2 separate regions of the Arabidopsis thaliana genome follow, and region 2 is linked to region 1. Evidence: chromatin contacts called from public capture Hi-C data. All regions are on one chromosome and are shown on one strand. Each heading gives the region's core, a stretch centred on a gene start, on an enhancer-like site or on the middle of the called end of the contact. The rest is flanking DNA. Distances are from core to core; before and after follow the strand shown.

What was found. Capture Hi-C pulls out chosen DNA fragments and counts their contacts.
Region 2: a capture Hi-C map of root shows a contact between it and region 1, with 3 times the contacts expected there. The contact joins the promoter of WRKY74 here to the promoter of AT5G28500 in region 1. A contact is called at or near these places in 1 of 26 Hi-C or Micro-C datasets (root) and 1 of 3 other capture datasets (root).

Annotation. Positions count from the first base shown.
Region 1 is chr5:10,475,838-10,481,939 of TAIR10.1, reverse strand. It overlaps AT5G28500 (rubisco accumulation factor-like protein), which reads right to left and starts at 4,384. Exons shown (of 1, transcript NM_122733.3): 1 at 2,556-4,384. The coding sequence starts at 4,130. The coding sequence ends at 2,826. It overlaps BGLU24 (beta glucosidase 24), which reads left to right. Exons shown (of 13, transcript NM_122734.2): 9 at 1-94; 10 at 184-218; 11 at 313-415; 12 at 500-608; 13 at 692-1,183. The coding sequence ends at 899.
Region 2 is chr5:10,677,929-10,683,436 of TAIR10.1, reverse strand. It overlaps WRKY74 (WRKY DNA-binding protein 74), which reads left to right and starts at 4,233. Exons shown (of 3, transcript NM_122748.3): 1 at 4,233-5,210; 2 at 5,286-5,411; 3 at 5,500-5,508. The coding sequence starts at 4,492. AT5G28660 (NHL domain-containing protein) reads right to left here and starts at 219. Exons shown (of 3, transcript NM_122749.1): 1 at 1-219. The coding sequence starts at 219. It also overlaps the pseudogene AT5G28655.

The sequences.
Region 1 (6,102 bases), core at 3,135-5,634:
ATCAATTACTATACTTCTACATTTTCAAAACACTTGGAGAAGCCAAACCATGCAGAACCAAAATTTAAACAAGATTCTCTTGTTGAATGGAAAAGTAAGTTTTTCTTTTTAACATATTTACCTGAAAATGCAAATGATTTTTTTTGTCTTTGGTACTAATTAAATACTATATCATCTTTACAGATAAAAATGTAAACAATATCACTATTGGTAGCAAGGTATGAATTTGAATTAGAGTAAACAACAACGCTATTAGATAAATATTATAATTCTGTCTATGATGTAAACATTTCGGCTTTGTTGGTATTTCAGCCTGAAACCGGTCCATTGCCAGTTTATTCTACAGGCTTTAGAAAAGTTTTGAAATACGTCAAAGATAAATACGCAAATCCTGAAATTATCATCATGGAAAACGGTAACCAAATATATTTTTTTGGGTCTGATTTTACTTTATTAAAAACAGTTTATATTTTCTTTAATCTTGATGTTATTTTCTTAGGATATGGAGAAAACCTTAAAGAGAACGATTCGGTTGAAAATGGTACTGCTGATTACAACAGGGAAAGTTATCTTAAGAAGCATCTTTGGAGTATGCACAAAGCTATTTGGTAAGTGATATTTTTTCTGATATTGTGGAGTAACAATTGAAATAAAAATCTAAAGTAATAAAATAAATGTATAAAATCTGCAGCGAAGACAAGGTAAATGTTACAGGATATTTTGTATGGTCATTGATGGATAACTTTGAGTGGCAAGATGGTTTTAAAAACAGATTTGGACTGTATTACATTGATTACAAAAACAACCTCACACGTCATGAGAAAGTTTCGGGCAAGTATTATAGAGAATTCCTTAGTGAGGGAGTTCGTCCATCCGCTATCAAGAAGGATGAGCTTTGAGCTATATTTGGACGATTTGGTTTCGTTTAGATGTTTATTTCTTATGCTTAGTATGTGACTGACCAAGATTCATTAGGTCTTGGTTAGAATAATAAATGTTCGTCTTTCCGTGATCAAGATTAGCTTTGCCCTATGTTTGTAGGATTTGATTTCGATTCAATGTTTCTTCTTATGTTTTAGTATGTGGCTAAACAAGATCCACTAGGTCTTGCTTATAATAATAAAAGTGTTGTTTTTCATTTCTCGATGTCTACGTGATCACTGATTTGACAAGATAAAGAAGGCTTTGATTATAAATAACTTAACCTTTTTTAAATGTTGCGGTAGATGTTATTTTTTTTAAAAGCAAAATATAATCGTCCAATTAAGATAGAAACCGACAGTTTTGTTCTAAAGAAAACCAGTCTGGTGTAAAAGAGTTTAAATGGAAAAATATAGAATCACGTGATCTTGTATTCCATCGAGAGAATCTGTACGGACATTGTTTAAAAGTGGAATAAAAGATAAAGAGAAATGAGGAAAACCAAGGATTAAAATAGTGAAATCTTCTAATTCTGAAGCAAATGCCACCACTCATCCAGAATATCCAAAATTTTAATCAACTCCTTGCAATCTCTCTCAAAAGCAACATTAGAACCAAATGTCGTTAGCTCAATTGGTAAAGACTCTAGACGAAGCTTAGAGGTCATCGGTTCGAGTGACGCTTGGGACGAAACTAATATTACATGATGTGGTTTCGGGTCTGGGAGGATTACGGGCTTCGGCCCAGAACCTCCTGGATTTCAAAAAAAAAAAAAAAAAAAAAAGCAACATTGGAAATGGATAAATGTTTTACATATCTTCAAAACGTGAAGAATAATTGCATTCTATAACTACAAGAAAAAACTAAAGCAAACAAAAAAATATAGTTTACAAAAGGGAAATTTGCAAGAATAACTAACAAAAACTTATAAATTAAGAAAGTAATACAAGACAAAAAAAACAATGACATATTTACCCATTTTTCTCCACCTCATTCTAAGTCCCTCATTCTCTCCTCACTCTCTCGTCTCTTTTTCTTTCTTCTCTCAATCTTTTTTTTTTTTTTGTATCACATAACAAACAAACGAGAAGGACAAAGTAGATTTTTCAGATACCACTTATGTTATCTGGTTGCTTGGGTTGCCAAGGTTGTATCTTAGGGTATAGTTTTTCTAAACATCCAAAATAGTATAGTATAACATTTTATTTCTATCCAAAATAATACATGTTTTTACTTACAAACACTATTTACTATTTTATAAATTTAAATCCGATTTTAAAAATTCAAACTATTTTGTATGTAGAAAAAAACATAGGGTTTTTTCTAATAAATTTTATAATTAGAATCTATTTTTTGGAAAAGATATATAGCAAAAAAAAAACAAATAGGTGAAAAACTAAACTAAGTGTTACTAAATTATCTCACCTCCAATTCAACACTAAAATTATCTTTTCCTTATCCTTACATGCTATTTTCTTAATTTTTATACATATGGTGCTATATTCTTAATTTGTTTATCAAATATGGTTATTCAGCTAAATCACCCTTTACAAAAAGAGTATTTCAAAAATGATAGTTAAAGAAAATACTGACTAACCTCTAAACATAATAAAAAAAAAGTTAGATCAGACCATATGTACAATATTTTGTTTATTGCATTGTTACCGAATAGGCTTTTATAAGCTGCAATCTCATCATCATCCCCTAGTCCTTATACAATGTTCTTTAACTACACAAAACATAGTTCAACTAAAAACTACGGTGAGAATCTTGATGTAGCTAGACACTAAACACAACAATGAAAGAAACATTTATGAGATAAAAAGCAATCAAACAAAAAAATTACATATTTGCCAAAACCAAAAGCATATAAGTATTTGTTTAACTATTCTTCTAATTGAATTCTAATCCCAATCTTCATCATTTATCTGCCACTCATCATCATCATCTCTCGGCGGCCTAACGACCAAAACAACCATTCCTAAGCTCTCATTCACTCCTTTCTCCTTCAACACCAATCCTCTATCCAACTTCATCCCACCATCAGCCACAACAAGGTAGTAGTATCCATTATCAGCTTCCACCGTCTTCTTTTCCCTATCGATCACAACCATTATCGCCTCTCCTTTCCCGTTCCACGGCAAAACTTCCCTATCATCGCTAAACGAAACCGCCACTCCTTTCCTAACCGCAACCACGGGATCCCAACCCGGTAAAACCACCCATCTACTCCAATCTTTCTCAGCTTCCACTACACCAAACTCTCCTCCACTTTCAAACTCCATTGGTGCTTCAAGAAGCTTCTCTTCTCCTTCTTCTGCTTTACAAACCGGTAAAACAACAACCGAACTCGCTCCCGCTACTTCTCCAAACCTTAATCTCACTACAGGAACACGAATGATTTTTATCTCCTCTTCTTTAACTCTCTCTTCTTCACTCTCTCCATGTAACTCCCTCAACACCGCCTTTTTCGCCTTCTCTGTTACCGCGGTTTCAAGAGCTTGTTCGAGTAATGTAGTTCGAATCTCCGACGGACTCCGATGCTCTCTACTTTTCCTATAAAGCATAAAAGACAAACAATCTCCAGGTAAGTTATAATCAAAGTCTCCCAAACCAACGTCGCCACGACGATGCGGAAAATCTTTAATCGCTCTCGCAAGATCTCCAGCTCCTTTCGTATCGAAACCGTGATCAACAATGTATTCAGCAGCAGCTACACGTTGAGTTGTGTTTAAAAGACGAATCTCGTAGAGAAGCTCGGCTCCATTTGTGTCAAACGCAGCTATAAGCTCCGGTTTGGCACCGGATTGAACTAAAGAGTCTCGAACTTGCGCGCCGACGATGAGACTGTTCTGTTCGACACCGGAGATTCCGGTGAGTTCTTCGATTGATGGAGGAGTGAATCCTTCAGTGTATAAGGAGGAAATGAGTGGAGCGTATTCGAACCAGAGACCGAGACGATCAGCGAGGACTTCGATTTTTCCGGCGGTGTCGAGTGATCGGAACTTTGGAGGGATTGGTGATGGTGGTGGACGGAATGGTTGATAGAGTTGTTGTTTTGGTGGAGCTTGACGGTTTGAAGCGGGGATTAAAGCGGAGGTGATGGTGGTGAAGGGTTTTCGGTAAACGGGTCGGGTATTGAAGAATCCATGGGTTTTGGATTGTGTGAAAATGGAGGAACTGAGAGTTGTTGCAGTTAGAGAAAGCATGGTGGTGATGAGAGAGTGGAGACGATGATGGTGGTTGTTGTTACCTTATCATCTTCGTCGATAAGAGATAAGAGACTTGGGAAAATTAAAGATTTTGAACCGGATTTAAACCGGTTTGGTTTAACGCATATTCTGATATTCTTCTTTTCCCGCCACCTACTTTTATTTATTTGGAAACCAAACATAACAATTATGTTGTAATTTTTTTGTGTCATGTTTATTTTTTGTATTAATTTATACTATTTGAATATTGTTTACTGGCGTTCTAGTTTCACTTCGGGTTTGGTTTGAATTCGGATTGGTTTGGTTTATTTGGGTTTGGTAAAACTCTAATCAAACTCAACCGAAGTTAATATGGTTTGGTTTGTGTTTGAATTAATCTATGGTTCGATTGGGGTTTAGTTCGATTTGCTTTTAATTCGATTTTAAAAGACTTATCAATGTAACGAAACAAAAAAAATTCGTTCATTGTCGTTTAAAATAGTTAACTCAATCAACAAGTTCAAGCTGTAAATTTAAGTTTACTAATTCAAATAAACCATGAAAAGAAATTAAAAGTGCAAATAATTAAATATTTAGTAATGTACAATATTATTAATTAATTAATTAAATAAACACATTGGGTTGTCGGTTCGGTTCAGTTTAAAACCGAACCGAACCGAACCATTTTGGTTGAGATGAAACATAACCAAATGGTTTGAATCTAAGCTTAGGTTTAGTTTGGGTAGGTTTAAGTTTAGTTTGGTCGGTTCGGTTCGGTTCAGTTCGGTTAAAATACCCACATTGTTATAAAATTTTAATTGGATTTTAATTATAAAGATTGGATTTCACATAGGATTTTAATTGGTTTAGAAGTATTATTTTATTTTATTTTCTCGTCAATTTCATTAAATCCTTAAAGGATTACATGGTGAAAATAAGCCCACATACACAATATTAATGCCCAATTAACCCATATATTGATTACAAAGTAAGAGCAAGTTGGGTCAAAAATGAACATGTGTGTACACGTGGAGGCACACATGACGGAGGGCAGAAAAAACGCAACCGACTCATTCATCAGCTCCGCCATCTCCACCGATCAGGAATGCCGACCAAATCCACCGTTGTACGCCAAGCGGATCAGTTTTTTTTTGCCCAAAGATTTTGCTAGAATTCAGTTACTATTTCCTATCACCATTTCATCACCTTTTGTTCAACCATCTGAGAGTAAACAAACAGAAATCTGAACTATCAGATTAATGTAGCGCCATAACCCGCGATATGGCGAGAGGTCAGATCTAAAGCATTAGATTAATGAAGCGCCAGAACCGGCGCCAGAACCACCGAATCCCACTCAACACAATTCACGATCATAAAGAGATACCTTCATCCTTAGCCGATTACGGTCCCAGTAGGGGGTATGAAGGATTCATTCCCATTTTGACTAGAATCGAGCAGCTGATGCTTCCAGAAAATCTGAATAAACTCTCGGCTTCTACTTCCCCTTCGATAGAAGAAATTTAAGATCTGCAATTGCAGAAGACAAAACTAAACAAACTAGAGAAAATAGCCATAGAGGGTATAGACTCACACGTAGGTGAAAATACAAAGCCAGACTTAGCCGGAAAACAAAATCCGACAATAACTTTGTCAAAAAACAAAATGAAGAGCTTTCTCTCTCTAAAAAATTCTAGAGAGAGAAGAGAGAGAAAAGTTCGGTTTAGAAGTATTATTAGTTTGAAATTTGAATGTAATTTTTTATATTTTAATTTTGTTTTTATTATTGAGAAATTATTAAAGATGACCTTAGCTACCCATTTTTAAATATACCCTTTTATATAGTTTGTTTTTATTTGTACCCTCTTTTAATTTAATGACCATTTTACCATTATTTGAAAATATTTTAGGTTACAAAATGAAATAGTGATTTTTCCCGCCAAAAATATTTCCACGATAATTTTCCAGTCAAAAAATAATTCCCACCAAATTC
Region 2 (5,508 bases), core at 2,984-5,483, 200 kb before region 1:
ATGACGCCACGTGGACAAATCATAGGCAACTAAAGCACTATAACGATTTCCAAGCAAATCGCCGACAGCGAGGAGAAGACGGTTTCGGTGGCGGTCGATAACGAATCCGTTGGAAGAGTTATCGGCGAGGTCAACGTCATTGACCAAAGTGACTTCCTCAAGAACATTGTCGGAATCTTTAGTAGGAACAAGCTCGCCGATACCGCCGCCGCCGTCCATGTAGAAAACTAGGAATCTCCGACCAACGTCGTCCCATTTGGCGCACTCGCGGAGGAACTTTTTTACCAATTACCAAATTGAGTTTTCGATTTGGGAATTTAGCTTTGTTTTGTTAGTACAAAACGACGCCGTTTTCGACTTTAACAGAACTCATTAACGTCTGTTAACGGGTCTGTTAATGCGAGTTAACGTTTTGGGATTTTAGCCAGGTCAACGTTTTGTTTTTGTTAAAATGGATGGTCAACGTTTTTATCATGTTTAATTTGGCCGACCTTAAAGTCACGTATAAAACAACATTTTTCCCGTTTATATTTTACAATTTAACAAAATTATATGTCGATTTGGGTTTATAAAAAATAGGTTTAGGGTTTAGATTTTACAATTAAACAAAATTATATGTCGGTTTTGGGTTTATAAAAGAGGGGATAAGATTTAGATTTTATAATTAAATATAATTATAAGTCGGTATGAATTTGTAGAAATTTTATTTTTTAATTTAAATTGTTTTTTGTTTTGATTTATTTTTAAATGTAGTATGATATGACATATTGCTGTATTTTGATTGGTTAACCAAAATGGGTGAATAGGAGATATTCACTCCTAAGGGTGAATCCAAAAATTGTTCTTAAATTTGTAAGAAACATTTAAAGATAAAAATGAGAATGTTTTGAATGGTGATAAAACCGCACAGTATAGTGCTATTTCAATAATAACAAAAATCACTATATATATATATATATATATGCATGTATATATGTTCATTACTATTTGAATCGCACTGCATTTTATTTACAGTTGAATCGTACGTCTCTTTTTGGAATCTATATCAAACTAGAATAAAAAGCTAATATAGAAATAATTTATTATTGCTAATTTATTTTAACTAATATATTTATATCGATTATAATATTGTTAAAAAAAAATTATTTAGAAAATATATTATAAACGCAAGAAAATACTTATGCAGTGCTTAGGGGTGTCAAAATGGGTAACCCAACTCAACTCAACTCATAATCAAATGAGTTTAGGGTTAAATGAGTTATGGGTTGACCCAACTCATTTTGTTAAATGGGTTGGGTCAACCCATAACTCATTTAATTTGATTGGTTGAGTTGTTAAATGGGTTAACTCATTTAAGTAATAATTTAATTAATTATTATTACAAAACAATAATAAATAATTATCATTATTAATAATTATTAATCCATTATCATCAAACTTAAAATATTTACGAATTCCACTTTTTACGGATTTACGTTTTCGGCGATAAAATTACAGGTTTACGTTTTTAGCGGGAAAATCACAGGTTTACGTTTTTGGCGGGAAAATCACAAGTTTACGTTTTTGGCGGGAAAATCACGAGTTTACGTTTTTTGGCGGAAAAATTACGGGTTTACGTTTTTGGCGGGAAAATCACGGGTTTACGTTTTTGGTGGGAAAATTACGGTTTACGTTTTTGACGGGAAAATCACGGATTTACGTTTTTGGCGAGAAAACCACAGGTTTTGGTTTTTGGCGAGAAAATTACGGGTTTACGTTTTTGGCGGGAAAATCACCGGTTTACGTTTTTGGCGGGAAAATCACGGGTTTATGTTTTTTGGTGGAAAATTACGAGTTTACTTTTTCTCAATTTCATCGCTTGTACATTTAAAAATTTTGGAAAAATATTGATTTTATTAAATTGGTTTAGATGTGTTGGTTAAGCTTAAATTGACATTGGTTTAGAGATTTTAGTTGGTTTAATTCAATTTTACAAAACTTGATAGGTTAATTGGGTAAACCATTGAAACCATTAACCATTACAACCCAACTCATTTGACTCATCAAACCAATTGACCCAATAACTCATTTGACCCATCAACTCATTTGAGTCAAAAAAAAATAACTCATTAGAGTTCATGGGTTGAGTTGAGTTGAGTTGACCCATGAATTTTGACCCATTTTGACACCCCTAGCAGTGCTACATCAATTTTTCTTAATTTTTAATTCATTAAAGAGAACATAAGTAATTGTCTACTTTTGATTTAAGAGCAACTAGCTTTTAAATTTTATTAATCATTTATGTTATTTATGTATGAAAGTTTCCATTTTCATGATAAGACAAAAAATAGACAATATTGCATATTCAGTCAACAATCTTGCTACACGAATTACGAGTAAAAACGGACACACCTTGACATGTGTCCAGATCTTAACTGTCATTTCTCCAAGTTGCATACTCGAGATTCTGAAGAATAGAGAGGTGACGGTGAAACAGTTTCTACATCTCAAGTAAATTACTGCTAATTATCGAGAAAACTAAACAAATTTTAGTTGATATGATGCGGTATTAATATTAGTTGAAAAAGTACTACTTAACATTATCACATATATTATCATTTAATAGTATGTCTTCATTGGTGATTAAAATGAGAATGTCTTTAATGTGTTACCAATAGAGATTAAAGGGTGTAAAATATCTTTCTATTTCATATATATTATCATTTAAGGTCAAGCATTAGTTTAACCATATTATTTTATCCTTTGAAAAATTTTGTACTATGAAATTAATACATCTAAAATAAGACCCATTTTTTTCTAGCATGACACATCAACTTTTTCAGTTGTTCTCAACATAATACATCATTGAAATTGTCATTCATTAAAAATATTTTGATTAATACATTTTATTTGTTTCTGTTAAAACTTATTTCATTGATTTCAAAAAAAAAGAAAAAAAAAACTTATTTCATTATCTTAGACTTATTGTTTAAGAAGTGGGCTTATTAAAGATGATCTTTAGTTCTAAAAAGCTTACCTATTATTTCATTTTTTTTAAGCTAACCTATTATTGTCTTTGTTGATATAGAATTCTTAGGTTTATAATATACGGCTGTTGTATATTTATTTTGGAAAGATTAGTTGCTTAATTATTTGTTTGAGATATGTCTATATCAAACTAATGACATTATCTCTAGATATTTTAATAAAGATAGATAATTATTTAAATGAGTTAAAAATATCATTTAGATAATTATTTAAATGAATTAAGAATATCCTATTAACTAATGTTATTTTCGTTAATAACACATAAAGATAAAAATCTATTTTTCTTAAAATATTTCCTTTCTAATTACTTTTATAAAGGAGAAATCTTATGACTTTATTAATATTATATTTCATTAAAAATAAATATTGTATTTATTTAAAGTTTATAAAATGTTTAGAATATTTAACGAAAAAACGTTTATAATATATGAAATCTATAAAATCAAATAATCATTTCAAAAGAAAACTTTTAAATTAATTTGAATTATAAATCTTTTAATAAAAATATTATTTGAACAAAAAAGAAAAAATAATGTTTAATTTTATCAAACTGAATTTGGGTCGTACGAGATTAGATGGTAGGACGGGTTTGGATCGATAGTAATACGAAACGGTATACCACGGGTGAAATCCTAAATAAAACAATCAAAATACAATTATATTATCTTAAATATTAAACAAAACAAATAATATTAGTAAAATAAATATAATTTAAATTTAAATTATTTAGTTATAATCTAAATTTTAATTTAATGAATGGTATGTTATTGTTTCTACATTTTTAATAGTAAAAATCAAATATAATAATTATATATTTAATAATATATAGATATAAGAGTTATACATTCAGAAAATACATTTAGAAAATATAAAACATTAAATCATATATATTTTTAATCAAAAAAACAAATTAAATTTTTATTCTTAAAAAATAAAATAATCATGCGGTATACTGCGAATCAAAATCTAGTTAATATATAAAGAGTTAGCTAGTATACATAAATAAGAAATAATTAAGACACATTATCACAAAACTAATATTTATGCAGAACATTATTTGGTTGTCACCAAAAATATTATTATTTCCAAAGAAAAAAGAAAAGAAAAAGTAGATGCAAAGTAGGTCCAGTAATGGAACCCACCACGAAAATCTTTTACAGAGAACTCTGTTTTTCTCTCCTTTCCTCTGTGACTGTGATGAGTGACGACCATCTCCACTCTCCCTTCTCTCACCAATCTCGAAGCTTTGCTTTATACTGAGAGAAGAATATTTGTTTCTTCTTCTTACAGTGAGAGAACAATTTTCTGCTTTTAACCCTTGTTCTTGAGCTATTATTTTGATTTTTATGGTTTCCATGTTTGAGCTAGCTCATGATGATTATTCTTTTCTTTTGAAATAGTTTTTTTTAGCGTTTGAGTTTTGAGGTTTTTCGTTTTTTAAAAGTATCCTTTGTGAAGAAGAAAATGGAAGAAGTTGAAGCTGCAAACAAAGCAGCAGTGGAAAGTTGTCATGGAGTATTGAATCTCTTATCACAACAAACCAATGATTCCAAATCAATAATGGTTGAAACAAGAGAAGCTGTTTGCAAGTTCAAGAGAGTCTCCTCTCTTTTGTCTAGAGGGTTAGGTCAAAGGAAGATAAAGAAACTCAACAACAACAACTACAAGTTTAGCTCTTCTTTGTTGCCACAACACATGTTTTTGGAGAGTCCTGTTTGCAGTAATAATGCTATAAGTGGTTGTATTCCAATTCTAGCACCAAAGCCTCTTCAGATTGTACCAGCTGGTCCTCCTCCATTGATGTTGTTTAACCAGAATATGTGTCTTGATAAGTCGTTTCTCGAGCTGAAGCCACCCTCTTCACGAGCTGTTGATCCAAAACCTTATCAGTTTATTCATACCCATCAGCAAGGAGTGTACTCAAGGAGCAAAAGTGGTTTGAATCTAAAGTTTGATGGGTCTATTGGTGCTAGTTGTTATTCACCAAGTATATCAAATGGGTCAAGATCGTTTGTTTCATCTCTTAGTATGGATGGTAGTGTGACGGATTACGATAGAAACTCTTTTCATTTGATTGGATTACCTCAAGGTTCCGATCATATATCGCAACATTCTAGGAGGACTAGTTGCTCTGGTAGTTTAAAATGTGGAAGTAAAAGCAAATGCCATTGTTCCAAGAAAAGGTTGGTTTTGTTCTTCCTTGAGAAAAAAGTGTTCTAAGAGTTTGTTTATTTCAATGTTTTGGTGTTTGTTTACAGGAAATTAAGGGTGAAACGATCGATTAAAGTACCGGCAATCAGTAACAAGATTGCGGACATACCTCCCGATGAATATTCATGGAGGAAATACGGACAAAAGCCGATTAAGGGTTCTCCTCATCCTAGGTAAAATAACATTACAAGAAGAGAAAAACATTGGACTTTGTTTATATGTTTTGGTTTATAATTTGTTTCTTGTTTTTGTTGTTTGCAGGGGATACTA